Linked DNA regions of Sus scrofa: region 1 is linked to region 2. The links are chromatin contacts, called in public Hi-C maps. All regions are on one chromosome and are shown on one strand. The core of a region is the stretch at or near the end of the contact, and the rest is flanking DNA. Distances in the headings are between cores, read along the strand shown. Region 1 has its middle 91 kb from the start of KLF10. Region 2 holds the start of KLF10 (Kruppel like factor 10).

What was found. Hi-C and Micro-C count contacts between places; a contact is called where the count stands out from the background.
Region 1: a contact with region 2 is called in a Hi-C map of brain, with 5 times the contacts expected there. A contact is called at or near these places in 16 of 47 Hi-C or Micro-C datasets (alveolar macrophages, blood, brain and 10 more) and 2 of 2 datasets of targeted methods (alveolar macrophages and skeletal muscle).

Annotation. Positions count from the first base shown.
Region 1 is chr4:34,336,833-34,341,817 of Sscrofa11.1, reverse strand. No RefSeq gene overlaps it. Among named protein-coding and RNA genes, the nearest start is that of KLF10, 91 kb to the left of the region's middle.
Region 2 is chr4:34,426,784-34,431,509 of Sscrofa11.1, reverse strand. KLF10 (Kruppel like factor 10) reads right to left here and starts at 1,378. Exons shown (of 4, transcript NM_001134344.2): 1 at 1,219-1,378. The coding sequence starts at 1,254.

The DNA of each region.
Region 1 (4,985 bases), core at 1,043-3,542, 91 kb after region 2:
CTAATAGGAGCTGTAGCTGCCAGCCTATGCCAGAGCCACAGCAACACGGAATCAGAGCCACATCTGCGACCTACACCACAGCTCACAGCAATGCTGGATCCTTAACCCACTGAGCGAGGCCAGGGATCAAACCCACAACCTCATGGTTCCTAGTCAGATTTGTTAACCACTGAGCCATGACGGAAATTCCATTAAGGGAATTTTTTTTTTAAGGCTGCACCTGCAGCATATGGAAGTTCCCAGGTTAGGGGTCAATCAGAGCTGTAGCTGCTGGCCTATGCCACAGTCACAGCAACACATGATCTGAGCCACATCTATGACCTACACTACAGCTCATGGCAACGCTGGATCCTTAACCTACTGAGCAAGTCCTGATCGAACACTTGTCCTCATGGATACCGGTTGGGTTCATTACCTGCTGAGCCACAATAGGAACTCCTAATCTTCACATTCTAAGAGATGCCAGAAACACCAATTCTTTTTTTTTTTTTTCCTTTTTTTCTTTTTTGTCTTTTTAAGCCCATACACATGACATGTGGAGGTTCCCAGGCTAGGAATCAAATTGGAGCTGCAACTGCTGGCCTACACCACAGCCACAGCAACGCGGGATCTGACCCACATCTGAGACCTACACCACAGCTCACAGCAACGCCAGATGCTTAATCCACTGAGCGAGCCCAGGGATCGAATTTGCGACCTCATGGTTCCTAGTCGGGTTCGTTTCCGCTGTGCCACAACGGGAACTCCCTAATGCCAGATCCTTAACCCACCAAGCAAGGCCAGAGGTTGAACCCAAGTCCTCATGTATACTAGTCAGGTTCTTAATCCACTGAGCCACAATGGGAACTTCCAGAAACACCCGTTCTTATGTGAATTCTCCTAATTTTAAATGTTAGCCCCACATTCACATTTTAAAAGACACTCTGCGGCCAAACATAACATAAGTGCTGGCCAGATGCAGTCTGGAAATACCATATTTGGGATTGCTGTTGGGTGGGGGCCTTAGTAGGGTGTGGCATCACCTTCTGGGTCTCCAGTCTTTCCACGAGAGGCCTTTTGGGTCTCATGTAACCCAGAGTTTCAGTCTAAAAATGTACTAGGCAATAACCCCAATCCACAGTAAATTACCACATCAGACCTAGCAATTGTTTTTTGGTTTGGTTGGTTTTTGTTTTTTGCTTTTTTAGGGCTGCACCTGCAGCCTATGGAAGTTCCCAGGCTAGGGGTCAAACTCCAGCTGCAGCTGCAGCAATTCCAGATTCCAGCTGCATCTTCAACCTCCACCGCCACTCTTGGCAACACCAGATCCTTAACCCACTGAGTGAGGCCAGGGATCAAACCCTCATCCTCATGGATACTAGTCAGGTTCATAACCTGCTGAGCCACAAAGGGAACTCCCTCAAACCTAGCAATTAACAACTATGTCACAAGGCTCTGCTCCCCTCCCCCCCACCCCGCCCCAGGGGCTGACAGGGTCAGGACTAGGTCTGTCTCCACATGCATTACTCCGTGAAGGGAGTCAGATCTGGAAACAAGAAGTTCTGAGTTTCAGTCTTAGCTCTGCCATTTATCAGCCCAGTGACCTTGAGAAGTCATGGCTCTCTCAGCATACATGCACCCCTCACCCCCCAGAGTCTCGTCTGCAAAATGGATTAATGGGATAATGACACGCTGTAGGTTGTATGGTGCTGTCCGCGCACAAGGAGTTCTGGTTATTTCCACCTGGTTTCTTTTTGCGCCCTACTCTGTGGTCAGCTGGGTCTCTGCAGGGTGAGGGTTTAAGACACAAGGGAAACCGTGTTTGTCCCAAAATGTGGCATCTTGTAAAATGCAAAAGTGTGTGCAAGGCAACGGTGACTTATTCAGTCAATGATCACCTTGGTAGGGTCCAGGGATTGGACAGTGACCCCGGGTGTTTTTCTGGCAGGGCTGAAATCCGGTGTCTTGCAGATTTAAGAGGGGAAGGGAGAAACACCGCAGGGGGACAGCTGCTTTCATTTTGCACACACGGCATTACACCTGCCCCTGGGGGGTTCACTCTCATTTTTACATGGTGCAGACTGTGCCCCAAGCTGCCCAACAGCAGGTTCTCAGGGGTGGGGTTGTTATGGGAGCTGGGAAATGAGGCTGGATAAGATTCCTGCCACCACACTGTCGCATCAGAGCTTTTTTTTTTTAAGGAAAAAAAAAAAAAAAAAAAGAACTCCCTGCGGCTCCGTGGGAGTTTTGCCTGCGTTTTCCGGGTAATTGCCTCGCCCCCGCCCTCGGTGAGCCCAGGCTGTGGCAGGCGCTGCCGGCTGGGGGTGGTGGCCAACGTCTGCCTCCTTTCCTGCCATCCGCCAGGCGGGCTGCTGGGGACACGGGTGGGGGAGCCCCAACCTCCCCACCTCTGGCAGGCGGGTTGAGAATGAATTAGGGCCGTGGGGAAGTGGCGGCCACAGGGGAACAGTTGATCCTGGTGTGCAGAGAAAAACCAGGATCTGCTGTCGGCAAAGGAAATTTCCAAGAGTCGCACACAAGAGGCAGACCCAGTGGAGGCTGAGGGCTCGTGCTGGGAAGCCAGGCTGCTGGGCTGGAGTCCCAGCTGTGCCCTTGAACAGCTGTGAGAACCTGAGCAGATCCTCAAATCTCTCTGCACCTCTGGGCGTCTCTCTGCCTTGTGTTTTATTGTGAAGATGAATAAATTAACACAGGCACAGCTTTTAGAGCAGCTTAAAGGAAGAAAACAATGTTTCTTCTACTCAGACTATTTCTTCTGTCACAGAGCACTTCTGACACCAAATGTGTGGGGATTTTCCAACGACCTGGCAGTCCTCCAACCGTCAGGCTGTCACCTGGGGGGTCCACAATTCTGACACTAAGTGCGAGGCACTAGTGCAGACCCCACAGGTGGAGGCCTTAGGCCCACAAGGTTGGCCCCCCACTTCGGATGCCAGTTCCAGGTCCCACGTTGTCACCTGTACTTCTGACCAACTGCCTGTGAAGTGGGGGCTTCCACTACCCCCCTCAGGTTTGATAACTTGCTCCTACTGGCTCACAGCGCTCAGGGAAACACATCGACATTTCCCAGTTATTACGTGATGCAGGATACAGATGGACAGTCGGGTGCAGAGGTCTGAGCATAGCAGAGGGCCAGGTACAGAGGAAGGGCACCTCCGTGTGTTTCACCAGCCCAGAAGCTCTCCAAACCCCATGCTTTAGGGATTTGTTTCGGAGACTTTATCACACAGACATGGTCAGTTAACCCAATGTCCAGCCTCTGCCCTCTTCCCAGATAACAGGTACGGGGGCCAAAAGTTCCAAGCTTTGACTCATGCTTGATCTTTCAGGTGAGCATGCCCTATCCAGGACCTGTGGGTGGTCACGTTAGAACAAAGGCACCCTTAGCGCCCAGGCACCTCCAAGGGATTTAGGAATCTCTGTGTAAGGAACTGCTCTCGCCCCTCTCGCTTGGGAAACCACGAGGGCTTTAGGAATTCTGTGCCAGGAACCAGGGACAAAGACCAAATAGATTTGTTTTTATACCACAGCAGGACATCCCACGTGCACAGAAGATGGTTGTTCCTGTTACCCTATCAGGAGCATCCCCTGCAGTCTCTAATGAGACCCGTGGAGACATACCTACAAAATCTAGGGACGCTCACGTTCTTTGCTTTTATTCTTTTCAGGGCCGCACCCACGGCCTAAGAAGTTCCCAGGCTAGGGGTCAAATCAGACCTCTAGCTGCCGTCCTACACCACAGCCACAGCCACAGCCACGCTGGATCCTTAACTCATTGAGCAAGGCTCGGGATCAAACCCACATCCTCATGGATACTCTGTTGGGTTCTTAACCCACTGAGCCACAACAGAACCTCCTGCTTGTGTTCTTAGTATCTGGAACCTACTGAACCTCTACTTGTCCATAAAGACACAGCTCAAATGACACATCCCCCATGAAGGTCTTTTTGCATGTTACTCTTTTGTTTGTTTTGTTTTGCATTTTTAGGGCCATGCCCTTGGCATAGGGAGGTTCCCAGGCTTGGGTCGAATGGGAGCTGCAGCTGCCAGCCGACACCACAGCCTCGGCCACATGTTACACCTTATTAAATAATTGCTTTATACCAGGACCTGTGCTGAGCACTTCACATATCACCTCATGCAAAGGCAGATTCAGCTTTTGTGGGACATCATTCTTATACAATTTAAGAGGATTTTTTTTTTTTTTTTTTTTTTTTTTTTTTGCTTTTTATTGCCACACCTGCAGCATATGGAGTTTCCTGGGCTAGGGGTCAAATTGGAGCTACAGCTGCCGGCCTACACCACAGCCACAGCAACGCGGGATCCGAGCCTTATCTGCGACCTACACCACAGCTCATAGCAACACCGGATCCTTAACCCACTGAGCGAGGCCAGGGATTGAACCCGAAACTTCATGGTTCCTAGTCAGATTCATTTCTGCTGCGCCACGACGGCAACTCCCAAGGAGGCCTTCTTTTAAAGAAAAGCATATAAAATGATCTGATTTTATCATGTCTGTAAAACAAAAGCAGCCTTGTGCACACACAGCTAGGGCCCTGGAAGGAGCCTGAGCAAGTGAGGGGGCCTTTGCATGTGAGTTTCGTCACCTTCACGGTAAACCCATCTCTGGTCTTGTGTGATGCCCCCAGGAGCCGATGCAGTCGGTCAACACCGTCCCCATAAGTCTCCACATACAGATGTGCAGAGTGAGACTCAGAGGAGAATTCACGTGCCCCAGACTGTGCCCCGCTGTGCCGTAGGGCCAGGAGAGACTGTCCCCCCTCCCTCCAGGGCTTCCCTGTGAAAGCCCAGCACTGCAGTCACCATCTATCTCTGTGGTAACGTCGACTTCTCTCAAGTTCAGGGCGGGGGCAAATTTCATTCATCTCTGCACCCTGGGCGGCCCACAGAAGGTGCTCAATGAATGCACGTAGAGGAAATATACACCTTCACCATCTCTGCTTTGTGCCCTTGGTCACCACCAAC
Region 2 (4,726 bases), core at 129-2,628:
GCCGGGCTTTGCTCCCGCCCCTGGCGGAGGCCGGAGCTGGGTCACTCGGGGACGAGAAGCTCCCCGAGCGCACCCGCTCCCGGCCCACCCCCAGCCTCCGCCTCAGCTGCCGGGGGAGGAGCCGGGTCCCCGCGGAAACCCGGCCCCCGCCCTCCTCCGGCCGCAGCCCCCGGGGACCTAGCCGAGCCCTCTGCGCTTCCCGCCCACGCCGCCCGCGGGATTTCGGACCACCCTGACTCTCCCCGAAGATGCGGCGCCCCCTCCCCGAGGTTTCCTGCAGCTCCGGCCCCAGCCCGTTGCGCATCTCCACGAGTTCCCAGACGTGCAGCCCCAACAGGCCCCGGCTCCAGACGCGCGGCCCCACGGCCTGCGGCTCCCGCCTTAACACGCTGCCCCCGCGTCTCGCGGCCCGGCTCCCCCCGCCCACCTTCTCCGCCCTGCTGCTGGGTCCCGCTTCCCACCCTCACATCGCCGAGGCGGCTCTCTGCCCCCTCCGAGAGGTGCTCAGAGTGTGGCCACCTGCCTGCCCCGGGAATGGGAAGTCCCTCCAGACGTCGGGGGGGGGGCAACTCCGCGGCCCCCCTCAGGGGTCCCGGGGCCGCGTGCCATCCCCCACGCTCCTGCCAGTCGCCCCTCCCCCAGTGGTCGGCTATCTGCTGAGCAGCCCCCGTCCCGCAAGCCTCCGTTCAGACCGCCTAAATGGGGAGCCCCCTTTCCTCTCCTGCGGACACCTTGCCCCGCAAATCCTCGCAAGCACTACTCTCCCACCCTGGGTTGCATTCCTGATCTAGACAGAGGCAGCTCTCTACAGCACCAGGTGCAGGGTGGCCCCCTCACCCCCCTCCTCCTTCCACACCTCCTATCCTCGCTGAAAGGGTAGCAGCCCCCACCCCACTCTTGCCACCCCTCCAGTCATCCTCCCCCTCACCTGCTTCAGGTCTCCCGGCAGAGCTGACCCTTTCCCTCATTACACCTAGAGCAAGAACCCCCTCTCCCTTCGTCTCTAGACCCCAGCCTGCTTCTCCTGACCCTCTTCACTACGCACGCCGTCACTAAAGACCGGTCTGCACACAGAAAGCCCCTTCCTCTCCTACGACTCCACTGCAGCCCCCGTCCTCCGGCGTGGCTGATGTCACGGGGCTCAGGCTTCGCGCCCCCCGGGGGCCCCTCAGACGCAGCATAGGCCAGGAAGGACAGGGGCATCCCCAGGTGACTTACCGCAGCTTGCTGGAGAGAAGCGCCGAAGTTGAGCATGGTTGGCTGCCTGGCCGCCCGCGGCGAGCTGACTGGCTGCTAGGCTGGTTGGCTGCCTGGCCACAGACGGGCGCCCAGAGACACTCGACGCCACTCCCGCCGCCGCCGCGCTCCGCGCCGTCTGCCCCCTCCCCATTCAGGTAGCTGCTCCGCCTGCCCCGCGCCGCGGGAGGGGGTGGGGGCGGAGCCTGCTATCGGCCAATCAGCGACAAAGGTGTGTGAGGCGCCGGCCAATGGGCTAGCGGAGCCACGCGTGATCAGCGGCTGCCCGGCAGCGTGAAGCTTGTGTCAGTGGAGCGTGTACACAATCCCCGGCAGCGTGTTCCCTCGGCCCAGCCCGAGGGAACTCCCGCCGCCACCTGACTCAGTGACACCGCCCCCACCCCTCATCCACGCCCCCGCCTGTAGTTCCCCCTCCCTGGCCTGGGTGGGGGGCGGCGCTGAGAACGGGGGCCTAGCCCGGAGGCGCGGCAGCGGCGGCGCGCCCAGGGACTGCGGAGGGCCGGCCCCACGTGGGAGGTGGGGAAGGATGCCCGCTCCGCCCTGTCCCCGCCGCACGAGGCCCCATCTCGGCTCTCCGCGGGGTAGGCGGGACGCCGGGTAGCCAGGCGGGGGAGGCAGTGGCTGCAAGCCAAGGGTCCCGAGCCAAGAGATTTGCATTTGGAAGCGCCGTCCCCTTGCGCGTCTGGCGAGAAAACAGAGCCCGGTGACCGACTGAGCTGCATTTTTGGAGCATTTGCAGGGTTCTGACTCGCAGAGCCCTGGATAGCACCAAGGGAGGGTAGGAGAGGGAAGGGAATCCTGTCACTATGCGGACACCTGCTCCTGCGCCCCCCGCCCACGCCAGGGCCGGCGGCGCGGGCTCGCCCTCTCCATCTGCGCTGCCTGCGGCATTGCCCGCCCCCGTCCGCCCCGCCCATCCTTCCTCCTGGGCGGTGGAGAGAATGCTGTGGGGACGGCAGGAAGCCCCGAGAACTAGACCAAGGGGGTGATGGGGAGCCATAGACTAGAGTTCTTATCTTTCTCTGGCGCCGGCGCTCGTTTGCAGAATCGAGTTTTGAGCTCGCTCTAAAGTTTAAATTGCAGTCTACCAGCTGTTTCAAAGGTAGACCCTACCCCCACACACACCCCAGGCCAAGGCCTCCGGAAACGCTCTGCCAGGAAACTGCTGCTGGGGATGGGGTGGGGATGCGGTGGGGCGGGGTCTTCTAGGGTCGCCTGGCGCCAGGCAGGGCACGCCTGCGGGTGGGTTGCAGTGGAAATGCCCATCAAATCAAAGACACAATCCCCACCCCCACCCCACCCCAACCCCACCCCCGTCCCCGGCCGGCGAAAGCACCGGCCCCACCCCCCCCAACCCCCCCGCCCTGACCCACTGGCTGATCTGAGGCGGTCTGGGGTTTCCAGAATGCGAGACTACGGTTCTGCTTTGGCTATTTGCCCCCTTTTGGCCTTTTGGTGTCTGTTCATGGCAGCTGTTGTTGGAGAGGGCAATGATAACTCGGCTTAAAGCAAAGGAGATTTTCTCTTTCCGAGGTCTGAACACAGGTCACAAATCACTGCGCCTTCCTCCAGGTGTCTCGCCTCTGTGTGTAACTGAACGGCTAGTTTAAGTGTCCTCTTTCCCAATAATCACAAAATGAGTATAGAAAAGGGAATGAATTATTTTAAAAACAGCCACATCTATGAACATCTTTTAATGGTTCCTTCTGGAATATCTCTTCTTGTATATCTAAGGCCCAGGCTAGCCAACAACAGTAGTAGCAATCAACCAAGGCCAGAGCCGCCCACTGCGAGAGGGGAAGAGGACTGAATGGCCTCCTGTCACAGCCTCGCCTGAATCTGCTGGACGAGCGCCAGCTCAGCAGCCCAGGCAGCTCTTCCTGTCTCCCCTCTATCCCATGCCCCAGCTTCTGTCTGCAGGGGTGTTCCTCCCTGCTGGCTTCCTTCCGCCTGGGCTGTCCCATCCTGTTGATCTGAACCTAAGGGTACTGGAGCAGCTGGCCCTGGGCACCTGCTGCAGCAGAGGAAGCTCCTGCCTGTGCCCAGCCGGCAGCCCAGCCTTCCTTCCTGTCAGGGAGCCACCCCCCTCCGGTGGCCACAGCCAGGCCTCCAGGTCTGAACTTGGTCCCTTCCTCAGGAATGTGGGGCCTGCTGGCATAGTGCCCCAGCGTGCTGAGAAGCAGGGAGCATTTATGGCTTGTGGGAGTGATTCAAAACAGGAAAGAAAAGAAGGGGTAGGAGAAACAGTGTGGCGGTGGCACAATTCCTAGAGATTCAGAGAAAGATGTTCCTCACGCACCTCAGACTCAAAGTAACCAAAACTAAAATCCTTGTTTTTACTTCTTCCCATATGCGGCTCTCATCTCCAGCCTTCACCTCTCCCCCAAAGCCCTGAATCCAGTAGGTCCCCAGATGCCAGCAGTCTTGCCTCAGGAATACCTCTCTTCCCTTACTTTCCATTTGTCACTCAAATGTCACTCTAGGCCAGTCTGGCATCAACTCTTTAAACAATCTGTGCTCTCCTCACCCAAGCCCCAGTCCCAGCCCCACTGGCACCCCCAGTGCCAAACTCTCTACACTAAAACCAGAGTGGGCTTTTTGAAAGTCCTGATGCAATCATGACACTCCCTACTTAAAAATTATCCTTTGCTCCTGCTGCCTAGGGAAGAAAAGCCCATTCCATTCTGCCCCCAACCCTCCCCACCCTCCCAATGGTCATCTTCCACCCAGACACACCCTTGCCCATGGCCACATCCTTATTCAGTAAATACTGTGATGTTCCTTTATCTGCTCCATTCAACAATATTTGTTGAGTACATGTGTTGTGGGTACTGGGACAATAGCAATGAATAAGACAGGCCAGGTCCCTGCTCTCAAAAGGCTTGGATGGGAAGACAAAGATAAGGAGACTATATATATATATACATATATATATATATATATATAATCACTTATGACACTAAGTTAATTACAATGCATAGACTTGCAGTAGAGTGATAGGATTGTGCCTGTGATTGTGGGCAGCTAGTTTGCTTTGGGAGATAAGAGAAGCTTGTTTTGAGGAGGAGACTTTTAAGCTGAAAACCTAATGAGAGGATAGGAAGCTCTAGAGAGAGCACACCTGAGTAGACGGAACAGCTATGGCAAAGTCATACATACATATAGACGTATGTACATACATACATATAGCAAGAAGGAGCTTGTGCAGTGCAGTGTAACTGGAGGTATAGAGGGTATAAAGGAAAGTGGCAGGGGACAGGGTTTCAGAGTAAGGCAGGAGCAACCAGACTACTGAGGAATGTACAGGCCATCATATGAAATTTGGATTATCTTTAAAGTGCAACCAGAGGCCACAGAATCTCAGAAGACGTTTACCTTTTTTATCTCTGAGGGAATCCTTTTAACAAAAGTAATATGTTCTGGAGCTCCTGTGTGGCTCAGCAGGTTAAGTATCCATCACTGTCACTGC